Regions from separate parts of the Mus musculus genome. Here region 2 is linked to region 1. The links are chromatin contacts, called in public Hi-C maps. All regions are on one chromosome and are shown on one strand. The core of a region is the stretch at or near the end of the contact, and the rest is flanking DNA. Distances in the headings are between cores, read along the strand shown. Region 1 holds the start of Mpo (myeloperoxidase). Region 2 overlaps Tex14 (testis expressed gene 14).

What was found. A called contact is a pair of places that touch in the nucleus more often than the background predicts.
Region 2: a contact with region 1 is called in a Hi-C map of the P5424 cell line, with 1.7 times the contacts expected there. The contact joins the enhancer-like site here to the promoter of Mpo in region 1. A contact is called at or near these places in 10 of 39 promoter capture datasets (the C10 cell line, the HPC-7 cell line, embryonic stem cells and 5 more), 3 of 484 Hi-C or Micro-C datasets (B cells, the P5424 cell line and liver) and 3 of 9 other capture datasets (adipose tissue, liver and pancreatic islet).

The regions. Positions count from the first base shown.
Region 1 is chr11:87,791,410-87,796,452 of GRCm38.p6, reverse strand. It overlaps Mpo (myeloperoxidase), which reads right to left and starts at 2,669. Exons shown (of 14, transcript NM_010824.2): 1 at 2,378-2,669; 2 at 1,839-1,916; 3 at 1,586-1,679; 4 at 1,082-1,257; 5 at 532-655; 6 at 307-436; 7 at 17-223. The coding sequence starts at 1,914. Gm34064 (a long non-coding RNA gene) reads left to right here and starts at 1,235. Exons shown (of 3, transcript XR_388944.3): 1 at 1,235-1,465. RefSeq lists promoters at 1,906-2,358, 2,373-2,574, 2,546-2,687, 2,855-2,976, 2,686-3,968, cis regulatory regions at 2,825-2,858, 2,927-3,001 and an enhancer at 2,964-2,987.
Region 2 is chr11:87,540,018-87,545,060 of GRCm38.p6, reverse strand. Tex14 (testis expressed gene 14) reads right to left here. Exons shown (of 31, transcript NM_031386.2): 26 at 2,494-2,571; 27 at 1,684-1,777. Among named protein-coding and RNA genes, the nearest start is that of Gm34000, 24 kb to the left of the region's middle. Within about 2 kb of position 2,005, at least 18 of the 459 cell types and tissues checked have an H3K27ac peak or open chromatin away from gene starts, as enhancers often do. A contact at or near this core is called in the P5424 cell line, where this site is marked.

The sequences.
Region 1 (5,043 bases), core at 1,420-3,919:
TGGAAGGAGGCAGCACCTTGAGGGGGAAGCAGGGTGGCTGCTGCAGGCAGCTGGTCTCGCAGTTGAGGCCAGTGAAGAAGGAGAACCGGGTAGCTGGCTCTGGAGTCAAGGTGATATCATGATCCAGAAACTGTCCCCACTGCATGAACATGAGTGCACGCTCCTGGTCCTTGGTCAGCTGATCGTTGGGGAAGCGCACGATGGCATTGGAGACCTGGCGAGCCTGCAGCAACAACAGGAGTCATTGGATGCCTAGGTCCTGCACATAAGCTTAGCTGGGCTCACCTCCCTCTACTGGACACTCACCAGGGGCACCTTGAAGCCATTGCGATTGACTCCAGGCGTCCAGCCAAAGGGCATGGAGACGCCATCTTCATACTCTGCAGGCAACCAGCGTACAAAGGCACGGTTGGAGGCCCCCAGAGTGGGGCTTCGTCTAGAGGGAAGCACAGAGCTCTGGCCCAATGGGTCGCCACAGGCAAGACCTAGACCCCCTACACCACACAACCCTGAACTGCCCTGGGCCCACACCTGTTGTTGCAGTGTCCAGTGATGGTGCGATACTTGTCATTCGGTGGGCATGTCACCCTCACGTCCTGATAGGCACAGCCACTTGACACGGACAACAGATTCAGCTGAGCAGGTGTCAACACATCTGCAAGAGTGAGCCATGATCTTAGATCCGAGCCTTCCCCCACCTCATTTCCTATGCTAGGCAACCTGGGGCTGAGTAGCCCAGTGAGGGTGAGGAGGGGGGTGGGCCAGCTCAGAGGCCCCGAGACTCCTTAGACCAGTGGTTCTCAAGTTTGCTAATGCTGAGAGACCCCTTAAGCCAGTTTCTCATGGGGTGAACAGAACTATAAAATTACTTGCTACTTCATAACTGTAATTTTGCTACTGAGATGAATCATAATGTTAAGACCTGTGTTTTCCTATGGTCTTAGGTGGACCCATGTGAGAGGGTCACTTGACGTACCCGAAGGGGTAGCGACCCACAGGTTAAGAACCACTGCCTTGAATGGAGGCTTGGAGACAGAAGTTGCTTGGGGTGGAGGTGGTAGCACAAAAGGAGTTAGAGTACCTGTAACATTGAAAGGCCTTGGCCACAGGGGCTGCAGCTTCCTCTTCAGCAGGTCTAGGGCCACATGTAGATAATCAGCGGCCCTCACAGCTGTTCTGGTGCCCGCCACCGGCTGCTTGAAGTAAAACAGGAGCTCCGTGGGGCTGGCAGAGCCGCTTTGGAGGCTCCGCTTGATGCTGTTTAGACAAGGGAGGGCCAGAGAAGGGGGATAGAGACACTCAGCAAAGGCCAGCCTGCGGTGAGCAGGCAGAAAGAACTCTGGAGAGAACCACGGAGGAGCAGTGCATTTCTTTTGTCAAAAGGACATGGACCTGGATGTCCAGACAGAAAGCAAGGCCACTGAAGATGTTCTGACAGCCAGAAACTCAAGTAGAGGCAGACCAGGTACGATTTCACCTGTAGGCCCTCATCCTTTCTACAACCCCCCTCCCCCCACTGTGTGCCCTTTCTCCAGAAGACTTGAAGCAGTTTTGCCCAGGGCCACACAGGGCCTGGCACCCTCACCTTTCTCTCCGCTCCTTGTAGGCTCTGTCCACTAGCTGCTTGGCCTCTTCCATACAGCTCAGCACAACTGAATTCTCCACTTCCCCCAGGAGAGCTGCCCAGAGCATAAATCATAAGGTCAGGGCTGGCCCCAAAGCCCTACATCAGGCCCCAAAGCAAAGGAAGCCTATCCAGGGGAAGGGGAGATGCTGGGCTGAGAATCCCCACCCCCTACCCCCAATCCCTTAGTCCACCCTCCTTTTGGCACTATCACCTGGGGTGGCACCATTGGAGGTCTGAAGCATGGCCAGAGGGGCCAGGAGGCCTGCCAAGGCCAAGAGTAGCTTCATCTCTGCAAGACAAAAAACAAGGGGGCTGGGGAGATTGCTCAGTGGTTAAGAGCGCCGACTGCTCTTCCAAAGGTCCCGAGTTCAAATCCCAGCAACCACATGGTGGCTCACAACCATCCGTAACAAAATCTGATGCTCTCTTCTGGAGTATCTAAGGACAGCTGCAGTGTACTTACATATAATAAATAAATAAACCTTTAAAAAAACAAAACAAAACAAAACAAAACAAAACAAAACAAAACAAAACAAAACAAAACAAGACAAAAAACAAAAACCTCAGCTCAGGAAGTATCCAGAGCTTTTGAAAAAAGAGAGGTTTTACAATTCTCCTCCTCCCAAGCCCCCTCCTCTCCCCTTTATACACAGCCCTACCCTAGTGGGCCTGGTCTATGAAGAGGTGTACAACCCAAGACCCCCTCCAGCTATAGTCCCCAGTCCCCAAGAGCTCAACTTCACCACTTACCTGACACTGTCAACTCCTCTCACTGACAACGGGTTTTTATGCCTGGGGTGTAAAAGCTGGGGGCGGGCTGACCTAAAAAGAGATGGACCTATCCCAAGACTAGACTCTCCTCCCCCACTGGGGTTAGGGGTGCACAGAAAGGGGTCTATGAAGAAGGAGGGGTGGACAAAGGAATGGATCAGAGCTTCTCCCGGAGAGCACAAACAACCAGCCCCTCAAAGTGTTGGTTAAACTGAGTGTCCCAAATCCTTTGAAAGAACCAAAATTCAGGGAGCTAAAGCTGAGAAGTTATGGGGAGTAGCGTAGCCCCATGGAGAGAGGGGAGGGTCACAGGGAAGATGTAGCAATGCTTGACCCCCTTGAGGGCCTCAAAGTCACCCCCACTCCAACCTTAGTGAGGACCCCCCCCCAGCTCTCAGTGGGGCTGAGGAGACAGGAAATCTGGCTGAAGACAGTTAGGCTTCTCAGGAAGAAGGGTCCTGGGGGCTCCAGGCTCGGGACAAAGGCAACTTCCTCTCTCTCTCCACAGCCCCTTCCTCTTATCTTCAGGCAGAGAAGGACCCAGAGCTGATTTCGGAGCAGGCAGAGCTGGTTGTGGTTAATGGTCAGTTGGTGAAGCAGCCCAGGGCTTGTCTGTTAGGAAGGTTCAGGTTAAAGATGGTTATGAAATAGAAAAGGAGGCATTCTCCCCCAAGGAAGGCAAACCACTCTCAATCAGGAACAGTCCGGTGCCTGCCTACCTCCGGAGACCCTGGGGCAGGACTACTTTGGTCATCTCCTATGGACCACACTTGTCTATGCTCAGATCCCATCTTGGCTAAGGAGCAAGGGACAAAGCCACACTCACACATCTTCCCACTGTGCCCTGGGTCCTATCACCTGGGAAACAGATCCCAGACTCAGGAGAAAGAAATCATGTATTCTTCCGGTCTTGCTTTTTGTGAACTCCCCGACAAGTAGCTTTTTGAGAGTTGGATTCTAGAATGTTAAAGCTTTCGAGAATACTTTTTGAGTCTACAGGTTAACATATTTTCATTAATTAGAACCCGCAGGACAAGAATAAGCAAGAGATAAAAATAAATTGAGCCTCAAGTGCTGGCCCAGCCTTAGCTGAATAGCTAACTTGAAGCCACCCTGACTTACATGAGACCTTGTCTCAAAATAAAACAAATTAAATAGAAACTACTTATAACCAATTGCTACTGTAGGTGATTCTTTTTCAAGATTTGTCATTTTGTTTCACACAAATCAGCAGCAAGAAAGAATAAAATTTCCCATAATCCCAGTACTCACTAATACTTTAATGATTGACTATCTTTTGTATAGAAATAATATTTGTTTTAAGACTATTAAGGATAATTTTAGCAGGGCAGTGGTGGCACGTGCCTTTAATCTCAGCACTTGGGAGGCAGAGGCAGGGAGATCTCTGTAAGTTGGAGGCCAGCCTGGTCTACAGAGTGAGTTTAGGACAGCCAGGGCTACACAGAGAAACCCTGTCTCGGGAGAGAGAGGGAAGAAGGGAGGAAGAGAGGAAGGGAGGGAGGGATATATATATATATGCCAAGATCTTATAACATTGCCCAGGCTGATCATGAACTTGAGCTCCTTTTGAACTTGTATCAGCCTCTGGATTACCAGGATCTTGAACAAATGCTGCCACCTCACCCGGCACAACCTCTTACAGGACTCAACAGTTTAGTCCACACACCTCCTTGTCAATGCATTTGCATTTGTTTCATTTTTAAAGTTGGTTTCATTGTATGTATTTAGTCCTCCGCTGGAGTGTCTGCACCTGCACAGAGTTGTCAGAGGCCAGACTGCAGGAGTCAGCTCTCTTTTTGGTGCAGGTGACTTTGGCCACTGAATCAGCTCTCTGACATCTTTTGTTTCAGTCCATTTTGTTTGTTTGTTTTGAGACAGAGTATTTCTATAGAGTCCTAGTTGTTTTGGAATTCACTATGTAAACCAGGCTAGCCTCCAGCTTATAGAGATCTATCTGCCTCTTCCTCCCTAGTGCTGGGATGTAAAGGTTTGCACCACCATGGCAGACACCATTGGCTTTATTTTGACGCTTGCAGATTTTGTATGAACAATGTATGTGCTTTATAAACCTTGGGTTGTTTCCAGTTTTCACTGCTATGGACGATATTTGGAGAAACATCTTTGGAGTTAAATCTCTAGTCACATCTTTGGTTGTGTCCTTAGGCAAGAAGTCTCAGTCAGGGGGGCAGTTCTGCTTGCTTCTAATCCCAGCACTGGGTATATAAGGCAAGTGATGCTGATCTTGAAGCCAGCCTATTTGAGACAGAACAAGACTCAGTCTCAATTTTTTTTCAAGATATCTTAGCAGTAAAAATTGGGCTTGCACAATTTTAGGGCTTCAGAATGTATTGCCGAATGCCCCTCATGAGGTCTACATGCCTTCTTTCCAGCAGCGAAGCATGACAGCACTTGCTCCCAACTCCCTTCCTCAGGCCTTTTGAAGTGATTGGAAGGAAGAAACATTTAATGGCTTAAAAAACAAAACAAAAACAAAAACAAAAACCAGAGATAGTAAAAAGAAAGTCCAACAAGGAAATGCTGTTGCCAAGGATACCGTGTGGCACAGTTCAGAATAATCTGTCAGGCTCCCTGAACTCCAAGCCAAGCAGATCTCTGCAGCTGAC
Region 2 (5,043 bases), core at 756-3,255, 250 kb after region 1:
CGTATAGTGATAGATCTGCCCAAACTAGGCATATAACTTATGCAATGGTTTGTATATGGTTGGCCCAGGGAGTGGCACTATTAGAAGGCATGTACCTGTTGGAGTAGGTGTGGCCTTGTTAGAGTAGGTGTGTCACTGTGGGTGTGGACTTTAAGACCCTCACCCTAGCTGCCTGAAAGTCAGTCTTCCACTCTCAGCCTTCAGATGAAGATGTAGAACTCTCAGTTCCTCCGGCATCATGCCTGCCTGGAGGCTTCCATATTCCTGCTTTGATGATACTGAACTGACCCTGTAAGCCAGCCCCAATTAAATGTTGTCTTTTATAAGACTTGCCTTGGTCATGGTATCTGTTCTCAGCAGTAAAACCCTAACTAAGACACTTGTAATAATTCAGTTGTGTGTGTTTTCATATGGGTTTATTGGGGTAAGAAATTACCACAACAGGCACAAGTTCAAATACAGCCTAGGAAACAGTGTCAGACCCTGTCTCAAACAAAAGAAGTGCTAAGTATACATTCTGTGAAAAGGAACAAGGCCCAGTAAGATGGCTCAGCAGGGAAACATCTTCCACTCAAGCCTGACTAGGGAGTTCAGTCCTTAGGACCCACAGCGTAGAAGGAGAGAACTAACACCCCCAAGTTCTTCCCTGACTTTCCCAAGAACACTGTGGTATGTGACATGTATAAACATACTCATTTACTCTCACACACACACACACACAACACACACACACACACACACACACACACACAATTTTTAAAAGAATGAAATTATGACACTTGCAGAAAAGTGGATAGAACTTGGATATCATTATACTAGGAAAAACGCTCTGTGTTTTCCTTTCACATGTCAAATTACATTTAAATAGTGAGTTCCAGAGCAGTCAGAGCTATATAGTAAGAACCTGTCTCAAAAAAAAAAAAAAGAAAAAAAGAAAGAGAGGAAGAAAGAAAGAAAGGAAGGAAGGAAGGAAGGAAGGAAGGAAGGAAGGAAGAAAGAAAGAAAGAAAGAAAGAAAGAAAGAGAGAAAGAAAGAAAAGAAAAGAGAAAAGGAAAGAAAAGAAGGAAAAACAAACAAAAATATTTCAAAAACTTTTAAGTTAACCATCATGGATAGTAACTATATAATTAACATTGGGCTGTACATTTTAAATTTGTTAGGAAAAGTGATTAAATATTACATGTATTTTAATCACAAAGTATAAACAACTAGGTGGAAGGGGCTCACCAGCTCCCATCCTGCCCTGTGGATCTCTAGACAGTTAATGATTGCTGGGGAGGAGAGATGGGCTCTTCAGTGGTGCAGCCACTGGTGAAGTGTTCGGGTCTTATAAGTAACCCCTCACCCACACTTCTGTGAGAAACCCTACTGACACTCATTAGGTCACACACCCTCCACAAAAGACAGGAGGGAAGAAGGGAACTAGAGAGAGAGAGAAAAAACGAGAGAGGGCAGTGGGAGGCACACTTGATAAAAAACACATTGTACACCTGTATGAAAACACCCCGAGACTTACTCTACATAATTAATACATGCTAATATAAAACAAAATGAAGAGCAATGAAGAGAAGAGAATAAAGAAAAATATTATTCTGTTCCTTCTAATTTGTTAATATAATAAAAACTAATATATACAAACACAATTTTTAAATCCTTTCAAAAGTCTAGTTTGTTTTTTGTTACCTCTCTGTATCTTCCAGATCCTGAATTTCTCTGCTGGAAAGAAAACTGCTGTCTTTACTACTGTTGGTTTCTTGTTCTTCCAAATGCTTCTTATCTAAAGCAATGGAGAGAGCTAACTTTATTAAAGTGAAAAACGCTTAAGAGCATCCTTTGAAAGGAATTGTAAAAATCAAGGCCATCAGGTCTTTCTGTGATGCAGCAGCCCCACGTTCCCAGGAGAGCAGAGGGCCAGGTGGCAGTCCACAGGACACCAGCGTTCACAGCAGCTGCTTCTGGGGTCTTGGGAGATCTCTGGTGCCAGGTGAAGCTACAGGAAACCTAGCCAGTGCCAAGTTCAGAGAACTAGACAAAGCAAAGCAAGGAAGGCACACAAAAGAGGCAAACAACTCTAAAAATAGACCACACAACTGTACTGGAGGACACTCTTCCCTTCTTTGCTGCCTAGACAAAGGTAGAACTTCACAGAAGGAATCTGTATGGTATGAGGCTGATTCCTTTAATGTATGCAAAGCATTTTATAAATACTGTCTCCTTGCATCTGGCCAGCAGACCTATGAAAGGCAGAGGACTAACACTTGCTAATTATTTTAGTGTACCAGGCACTGTGCATAGAGCTATTATGTATCATACTATTGTTCCCATTTCACAGATAAGGATAGATGAAGTTCAGAAATGAAATAGTTTGTCACAGGACATTAACTGGTGGAATCGAATTAAAATGGAGTTTTACCCAACCTAAGCCACACTTTCCCACATATACCACTATGCTGCTAAGAGATGCACTACATAAAGACCTAAGTCTGAGCTTACCCTTGTTAGTGACACTCAGATCACGTGCCGTGTTCTCATGTGACGCCAGGGATGAGACCTGCTGCTGCTTCAGTTGCTCTGTCACAGTACAAAAGCAGAGGGCGACTTACCCTCCCTTTCCAGACCACACCGTTTTCTAGGACAGTGGCTCTCAGAGGCCAGGCTTCAGACAAGCACTACTGGTCAGACTCAAACCTCGTAAACCTGAAACCATGGCAGTTTAACTCCGCCCTCTTACATGACTCTGACTCCTGAAAAACTTCAAAGTCACTACTTTAGTACACTCTGAGTTCAAAAGGAATTCTTCAAGTAAGAAAGCCCCAAAAAACATTTGACAAAGAGTTTTTAAACGATTGATAGTAGATGTGGTAGCACATGCCTACTATTTCAGTACTCAGGAGGCACAAGCAGAAAAACTTCAAGTTTGATGCCAATCTGAATTATATAGCAAGTTCTAGGCTAGCCAGGACGTAGAGTGAGATCCTGTCTCAAAACAAAACAAAACATTAGGAGATATGTGGTGCGTATCTCAGGAGGTGGGAGGTGGAAGCAGAAACTTATAAAGGTCAGCCTTGGCTATATACATGGAGTTCAAGGCTAGACTCTATTACATGAAACTTTGTCTCAAAAAAACAATAACAGCAAACAAACAAACAAAGGGCTAGCGAGATGTTTTGATGGGTTAAGGCAACAAACAACTCCTTCCAACTGTCCTGATCTCCACACAAGCTCTATGGAATGTGCATTTATGTACACACACACACACACACACACACACACACACACACACACAGTGTAAAAATGCAAACAAGAAAACAGGCTGAGTGTGACAGTGTGCACCTTTACTACAAGCACTTAGAAGGCAAAAGCAGGCACACTGTTGTGAGTTTCAGGCCAGCCAGAATTACACATGTAGACCCTGTCTTAAAAACAAAACACCAAGGACGAAGATGCTGCTGCTGCTGCTGCTGCTGCTGCTAGGTAACACAGAGGCCTAGGTGGCAGGTATTAAATATTTATGTACATCAGTTTAGGAGTCATGTTCACAATCCTAACCACAGCCCTATGACACTGACTATGTATGTATGTATGTATGTATGTATGTATGTATGTATGTATGTATGTATTTGGTTTTTTGAGACAGGGTTTCTCTGTGTAGCCCTGGCTGTCCTGGAACTCACTCTGTAGACCAGGCTGGCCTCAAACTCAGAAATCGCCTGCCTCTGCCTCCCGAGTGCTGGGATTAAAGGCGTGCGCCACCACTGCCAGGCTATATCGGTTTTATTTCTGGTTTTCAGATGAGGAACAACAACACTGAGACCAGAGCTGAGGAGGGGCCTGGGAGCACAGCTACTGAAATGGGGAAAGTTTGAGACTTTTCCATAAATGGAAAATTTGAGACTGGGTTCAGGAAATCTTAGCTCTAAAGTTTATACTCCTAACTTTGATTTTAAAAATAAATTTTAAGATTTCAAATTTTATTTGTGTGTGCGCGTGCGTGTGTGTACTTGTTCCACATTTATACTTTGCATCCACAGAGATCGTAAGAGGCTCCAGATCCCTTGAACTGTTACAGATGCTTTTAAGCCACTACACAGGTGCAAAGAACTAAACCCAGGACCTCTACAGGAGCAGTAAGTACCCGTAACTGCTGAGCCAACTCTCCAGCCCCCTAGTCCTGACTTTATACTCTCAGTAGCAGAGCAATCCACAGATGTCTCCATCTATACTGGCCTATGTCATGTTTTCTTACCACGAATATCTATCATTTCTGCTTCCTTATAAAATGCTCAGTAGGCCAAGATAAGCATAAGCTAAAAACTCAGTGACTGCTCTGTATTTGCTAGGCTTATTTCTTTCAAAATGCTCTTCAGAGCAAAGCAGAGACAGCCAGGGCCAACCCAAGCTCATTTTGAGGAGAGGAAGTTATGTCTAGGCAGTGCTGGCCTGCTCCTTTCCTACCTGTAGCTATTTGAATAGCTTGGCCCATGGGAAGTGGCACTATTAAGAGGAGTAGCCTTGTTGGAGGAAGTGTGTCAGTGTCAGGGTAGGTTTTCAGGTCCTATGCTCAAGCCCTCTTCCAGTGCAGAGAGAACCTCTTCCTAGCTTCCTGCACAAGAGTCTCCTGACTGCATTTGATCAAGATGTAGAACACTCAGTTCCTACTAGATGTCATGTCTACCTGCACGCTGCCATGCTTCCCGCCATGATGATAATGGACTAAACCTCTGAAACTGCAGAACAGCACCAATTAAATGTTTTATTTATAAGAGTTGCCATGGTCATTCTCTTGCTGCTCTTAAATGATCACCTATACCCTGAATTCTAAAAGACCTTTCCCTTTAAGGTTCCTATCAGGGGCCTAGACCTCTGGATGTGAACGCGCCAAAAAAAAAAAAAAAAAAAAAAAAAAAAAACAGAATATATCATGACAACTCCTAGAGGTCTTTTCAAAAAGGAAAAAAAAAATCAGTGATAGTACTATAACTGCCCAAGTTCATTGGGTCAAAGGACAGGCATTGAAGATTATGCTAAGGAGTCCAGAGGATA